Linked DNA regions of Zea mays: region 1 is linked to region 2. A link is a contact called in public Hi-C data. All regions are on one chromosome and are shown on one strand. The core of a region is the stretch at or near the end of the contact, and the rest is flanking DNA. Distances in the headings are between cores, read along the strand shown. Region 1 has its middle 300 kb from the start of LOC103638558. Region 2 has its middle 150 kb from the start of LOC103638559.

Region 1 (2,786 bases), core at 131-2,630, 890 kb before region 2:
CTTAGCACTTATTAATACATTACCGGAAGCTAAATAAAACGCCTCACCTAATCACGTTTATTTTCTAATCGCGAAGGTAACTACAACACTACACACACTAAGATATTTCATCAAACATAATATAACCACAACACGCCTGCGATACAAACATGATAATCATTGGCCGTAATTCTAATCAATCTATCAATCAAATTAACTAGCTAGGGTAGGGAAAGAGCTCACCATATCATCAACCACTTTAATATTTGTCAGAGCGACGACGATTTTTTGTTCGGGCTTTTCGTCAAGCACTTGGTGAACATCATGCTACTTCACCTAGCTTCACCTTGCCACACATGTGCAATGCATCGATGATCAGCCAGATCGAAGGAGGGATTGCGAGACTCTAGTGTTGACGGCACGGAAGAGGAGGTACGGGCGCTACGGCGAAGTGAACGGGGAACGTCCTCATCGCAGTTGCAAGAACAGCCAGACCAGGGGCAGTGCATGGTGTGCGATTAGAGGTGAGGACACATGGTCTACTGGGAGGGAACACCGGCACAAAGCACGAGGGATGGCGGGAGTCAATCGGTGAGATCCAAGTACTGCGCGATATGCATCAGGGATAAGCATGCGCGGCAGCGACCATGGTCGATAAGCCTAACGATACAAGGCCTAGCGACGAACGCGTTTCGACGTGCATACGTGAGCCGAACCTTGAAGACAGAGGTACGGTGAATCGGTGGCGCGGTTCGAGCTAGAAGACGCCGTGGTGGCTAGGATGTAGAGGCGAGCGTGCCAGAAACTGCAGCCTGGGCACAGCTGAAGTTGATGCCGGGCCGGGAGAGACTCACGGTGGGGTAGGCCGGCAAACTGGAGCAGCTCGTGCACAGGGACATGAAAAGCGAGCAGCGCGCCAGGCTGAGGACTCGAGGGCGCCGGCATGCTGAAGGACAAGGCACCAGACCAGTACGTTGCGACAGCCTCGGACGAGCGCTGGCGGCCGAGTACGTGATGACAGGAAAACACCGGCGGCCATGGAGGCGAGCTGCAGCTTGGGGTCGGGCTGGGCGAGCGCAGCAAGGAGCCAAGGCGAGGTCCCACCTAGCCGAGCTGGGGCTTCGGGACGCCATGGGAGGAACGCCGAGGGAGCTCGGCATGGGCGAGCTCGGACCTTCCTGGTGGCCGGTGAGCAGTGAGGGAGCGCTGGCGAGGAGGAAACCGAGAGGGAGAGGGCAGCGTCGGGGAAGGGGATGAGGGAGTCATCGGCAAACTCGAGGAGGAGCTCGGTCGCTGCTTGAGGAGGAGAAGGGAGCAGGGACGCAGGGGCGCGCGCGCTGGAGACCAGAGAGGCGTCGATGCTCCATGGAACCTGCGTACGGACGAACAGGGCTGGAGATGAGCACGACCACTGGGAGATAAATCACCAGCGACAGATAAGGCCCCTGCGCGCGTAGGAGATAAGGAGGACTAGAAAAAAAGCGCCTTATCAGGCGCTCTACCATTCGTGTGTACAAAATAATAGAACTACAATTGATGGTAAATATGGGCAGCATTATATATCTTTGTCATGAAAGTGTCATATAATATAAATGCTAAAAACACATAAGAAATGATGATATGGTATCTCGGCTCATAGAATTATTGTTTCTCCATAGTTTCGATGTGACTTCATTCATTGCTACCAAATGGTTTATCCGATAGCATAAAATGGTTTACATCAAGGTCACCATATCAAGTTTAGTACGCTAATACATAAACAAGTAGCATAAAGTCCGTCATAGCATGCCATCACACACATATAAAGAAACGGCCTAGGCACCTCATGTCTGCACTCATACAAATGGGTGACACTTCCAATCTAGAATGTTCAACAGTGCAATGGGCACTTTTGCAGACAGAAATACCTAAGAAAAAACCACTTAAATCCTAAGCAAAAGTTACCAGCAAATGAAAACATGAAATTATAAATGTTCACTTGGGTAGATGTTTGCTCATGTGGAAGCTTCATCTACGCAGGCATGGAAGCAGGCATGGAAGGAGGGTGTCTCAGCTATTTGATGCGAGTCCAGATCAAAAGTTGTTTCATCTGGCATTATGTGTTTGTTTCCAGCCCAAACTTTCTGTGGCCCATTAAACCCTTCTCAGACTGAACAAAAAACAACTTAGGCCCCCCTATCAAATCGCTCCAAGGTATATTAGTGCAAGAGGGAATAAACAAAGAAAATTCTCCAAACGGTTTTCAGATGCTTATATTAACTTGAATGCCCAACGGTGCAATGTCCATGATTTCAAGTTCCTGGACGACAGCTCCACTTACGATTGGTTTCAGCCTAATAGCCTTGGACTTCCTGGAATGGAACAAGTCAGTTTTGGGTCTATACAAAAGGGATCATGCAATAGTTACCTATTCTCTAATGTTTTTTGAACCATATTGTGAATTGATGAGGAAAAAAATAAAAAACATGCAACCAAATTTGTTATGATCAAGAATTTCTTCATTTAAACATAGCAGTGCAATTGTATATTGGGTATATATATGTTCCAATTTACCCTTACTGAACGATATAGAGATTGCCACATTGCGACTGGTGAAGAAAAAAGAAAAATAAATGCAACTGCATTTGCTATGATCCAGCATTCAGATGTACTTTCGGTAAATGAAATGCAACTATATTGGGGTATATATCTGCTCTAGTTTACCAAACAAATAACACATCCTAATTGAAAAATCCAGGGTCTGTTTTTCCCATATAATCCATTGCATATATTAAGATCAGTTTTTGGCACATTGCAAGTTAATGCCA
Region 2 (2,746 bases), core at 20-2,519:
GACTAGTATACCAGTTTTACACTCTGTAGAGGTTGTACCCTGTACGCACAAGTCGTGTTATCCATTTGCCAAGGGGTCATGAATCCCATACACCTCTACTAAGGAAGCGAGACAGGATAACACTACGAGGCTTTTACAAAGTTCCACTAGCTTCCGAAAACCCGCTACAGTCTATGGGAAGAGCACTTGCAAGAATCCCTCGTCTGACTGCCATCGCAGCAAAATCAACCCGAGAACCTCCCTACATGCAACTCCCCTACTGCCCTTGCCCCTTTCGGGTAAGGTAGTCCCACTAGCTTTCCTAATTAGTCAGCCAAGGGCATCCCATTCTACCCTTATGGTGACACATGTTTTTCAAGTTAAGCTCCATGTTCCAATTAACATAATATAATGATCTTGACATGAATATAAATAAAATAATAGAATAATTGGAACATGGATATAATGAAATATTAACCCAAAACCATATAAAGCAATAGCAAAACTACCCAAATGATTCAGGGGTAAACAAGGTAAAAGATAATCAGACTAGGGTGGCCTATTGGGTCCCATCAAAATTAAACCTATACATGAATAAGTGATATTAAATAACACTATTGGGTAATAAAAGTAATCAAGGGCACAACTTGTCTGGGACTTGAGATTCCATGTATCAGGATGATCCTCAAATTCTCGTGACCTCACTGCTAGTCGTAGCAATACAAACAAACATGGTATAGACAAAATTAACATCACACCAAGCATGTATACAGCATACATATTAATAATCTACATATTAAAATAAGATCATAGAAAAAAGAATCATTAATTTTAGAGTTATAGATTTTATGTTATGAATTTCCAAAGTTTTTATGTGCTTGATACAAGATTAATTAGGATATAAACTTTAATGTGGCTTTCATATCAAAACAGATACACTAGATGATAAACAATAATATTACAAAATTATAGAAACTGGAATGGATTAATTTGGACTCAATATGAATTAAACAAGTTCTAGGAATCGTTTTTATATTAAAAATTCATTTTCTAATTCAATTTCTCTGTTTTTCTTATTCACTGGACTGCGCTTCAATTAAACAGACACGCAGGGGCTAACGTGAAAAATATCCTAGACTGATTGTACTCCCGGAGTGGACTGTGGGTTGAATTCTCTCTTTTGCGGGGTTTCATTCGTAAAGTTACAATCACGAAGGGGTATTGACCAATCTAGGCCATCCGATCTTAGATGGACGCACGGGATTAGATCTAGCCCCTTACTGAACCGGTATGCAGTATGAGCCCTTGGATCAGAGATACACGACACAAGAGACGTTCGCGCGTTTGACTTAATCCTATCCATCCAATCAGCTCGGAACGCCCCAGATTAAATGGACTGAAACGCTATTCGTTGCTCTAATCCTGCCCGCTGGTGATCGATCCAACGGATCGGAGCCTTTCTTCCCCAATCCAAACACCGGCGCAGCGGCACCCCTGTTCATCCGCACGGCGGCGCCATTCATGCACCACCATTCTCGCACCCCCGACGCCTAAGCACACACCACAAGGGCGCTACACTCCTGCTGGTACACCATGAGTCGGGTCGTAGTCTGCTAATCGGGAAGAACACGACACCACGCCGTACCCACGGGAAGGCGCAGGTCCACTACCACGCGCAACGCCGACGAGCAATTCTCGACCTATCAGAGACGCTCTTCCTACATGGATCGGTGCTACTCGGTATGAATTCGAGGGATAAGGCATGAGTTGGGCATACCAGGGCTAGGGCGACGCCAGGGCACTAGTCCGCGGCACAGGGCGACTCCACAACGAATCCCGCTTCCTGTGAGTAAATTTGGGGCGCAGCAACTACAAGCTCGGCCCGGCGAGGACCCTGGCGCGATCCACGCGGCCTGACAAAGATTCTGCAACCCCCACCGTGACCCGAGTGTCGTTGTGGGCACGCAACGTCGGAGAGGGTGACCCGCCTCTAGTGCGAGTATCACGGGGTGAGTGGTTCTAGCTTCCTAGGGAGGATGGGGTGAACGCGTGGAGGAGGGCGCAAGCAATTTATCTGCGCAATGTGGTCGAGGTGCAACGAACGTGCCGAATTTGTTGGGCGAGTTCCGGTTTCCGCGGCGGTGGTTTTGGACGGAGGAGAAGCACGACCGATTCGGCGATGGGAGGTTGAAGGAGGACTGACCATGCGACCCCACCTGCCAGTGACAGCAGTGTGCGCACGAGACGACAGCAGGAGCTATACTTACGTGGGCCCTGAGGCTCAGTGAGTGTGGCGCGGCGGTAGCAGAGCGGTGGGCCGCGCGGTCAGTCATTTGGGTGGTAGTGGGCCGACTGGGCGTTGAGTTGGGTCCGCGGTGCTGGTTTTGGCCCATCAGGTGAGCTTTTCTTTTTTCCTATTTCCTATTTTTCAGATTTCTACAAATTCAAGACCGAAGCAAATCTAGTTTTAGGGTTCCATTATAGACTAAATGTACAACACAACACCTAAGCACTAATGCAAGTATATTTCTGATCATTCAATTATTTACAATTATATACACCTTGAAGTAAACGCCTTAAAACATATAGTAAAGAATAATTCTCCTATTATTTATTTCGGAGGATTTCATTTTTTAAATGTATGCCCGTTTAAGAGTTAGTTCAAGAGTGAATATTTGCATCTTACTTATTTTGAGGGAAAGACATTTATATACTATATTAAGAGTTACTTGAATACTTTGAAAGGTGTTCCCAATCTTATAGTTCA

Evidence for each region. A called contact is a pair of places that touch in the nucleus more often than the background predicts.
Region 1: a Hi-C map of leaf shows a contact between it and region 2, with 3 times the contacts expected there. The contact joins two enhancer-like sites. A contact is called at or near these places in 6 of 25 Hi-C or Micro-C datasets (bundle sheath, leaf and tassel).

The regions. Positions count from the first base shown.
Region 1 is chr9:62,060,480-62,063,265 of Zm-B73-REFERENCE-NAM-5.0, reverse strand. No RefSeq gene overlaps it. Among protein-coding and RNA genes, the nearest start is that of LOC103638558, 300 kb to the right of the region's middle. Within about 2 kb of position 1,380, at least 4 of the 20 cell types and tissues checked have an H3K27ac peak or open chromatin away from gene starts, as enhancers often do. A contact at or near this core is called in leaf, where this site is marked.
Region 2 is chr9:61,169,359-61,172,104 of Zm-B73-REFERENCE-NAM-5.0, reverse strand. No RefSeq gene overlaps it. Among protein-coding and RNA genes, the nearest start is that of LOC103638559, 150 kb to the right of the region's middle. Within about 2 kb of position 1,269, at least 18 of the 20 cell types and tissues checked have an H3K27ac peak or open chromatin away from gene starts, as enhancers often do. A contact at or near this core is called in leaf, where this site is marked.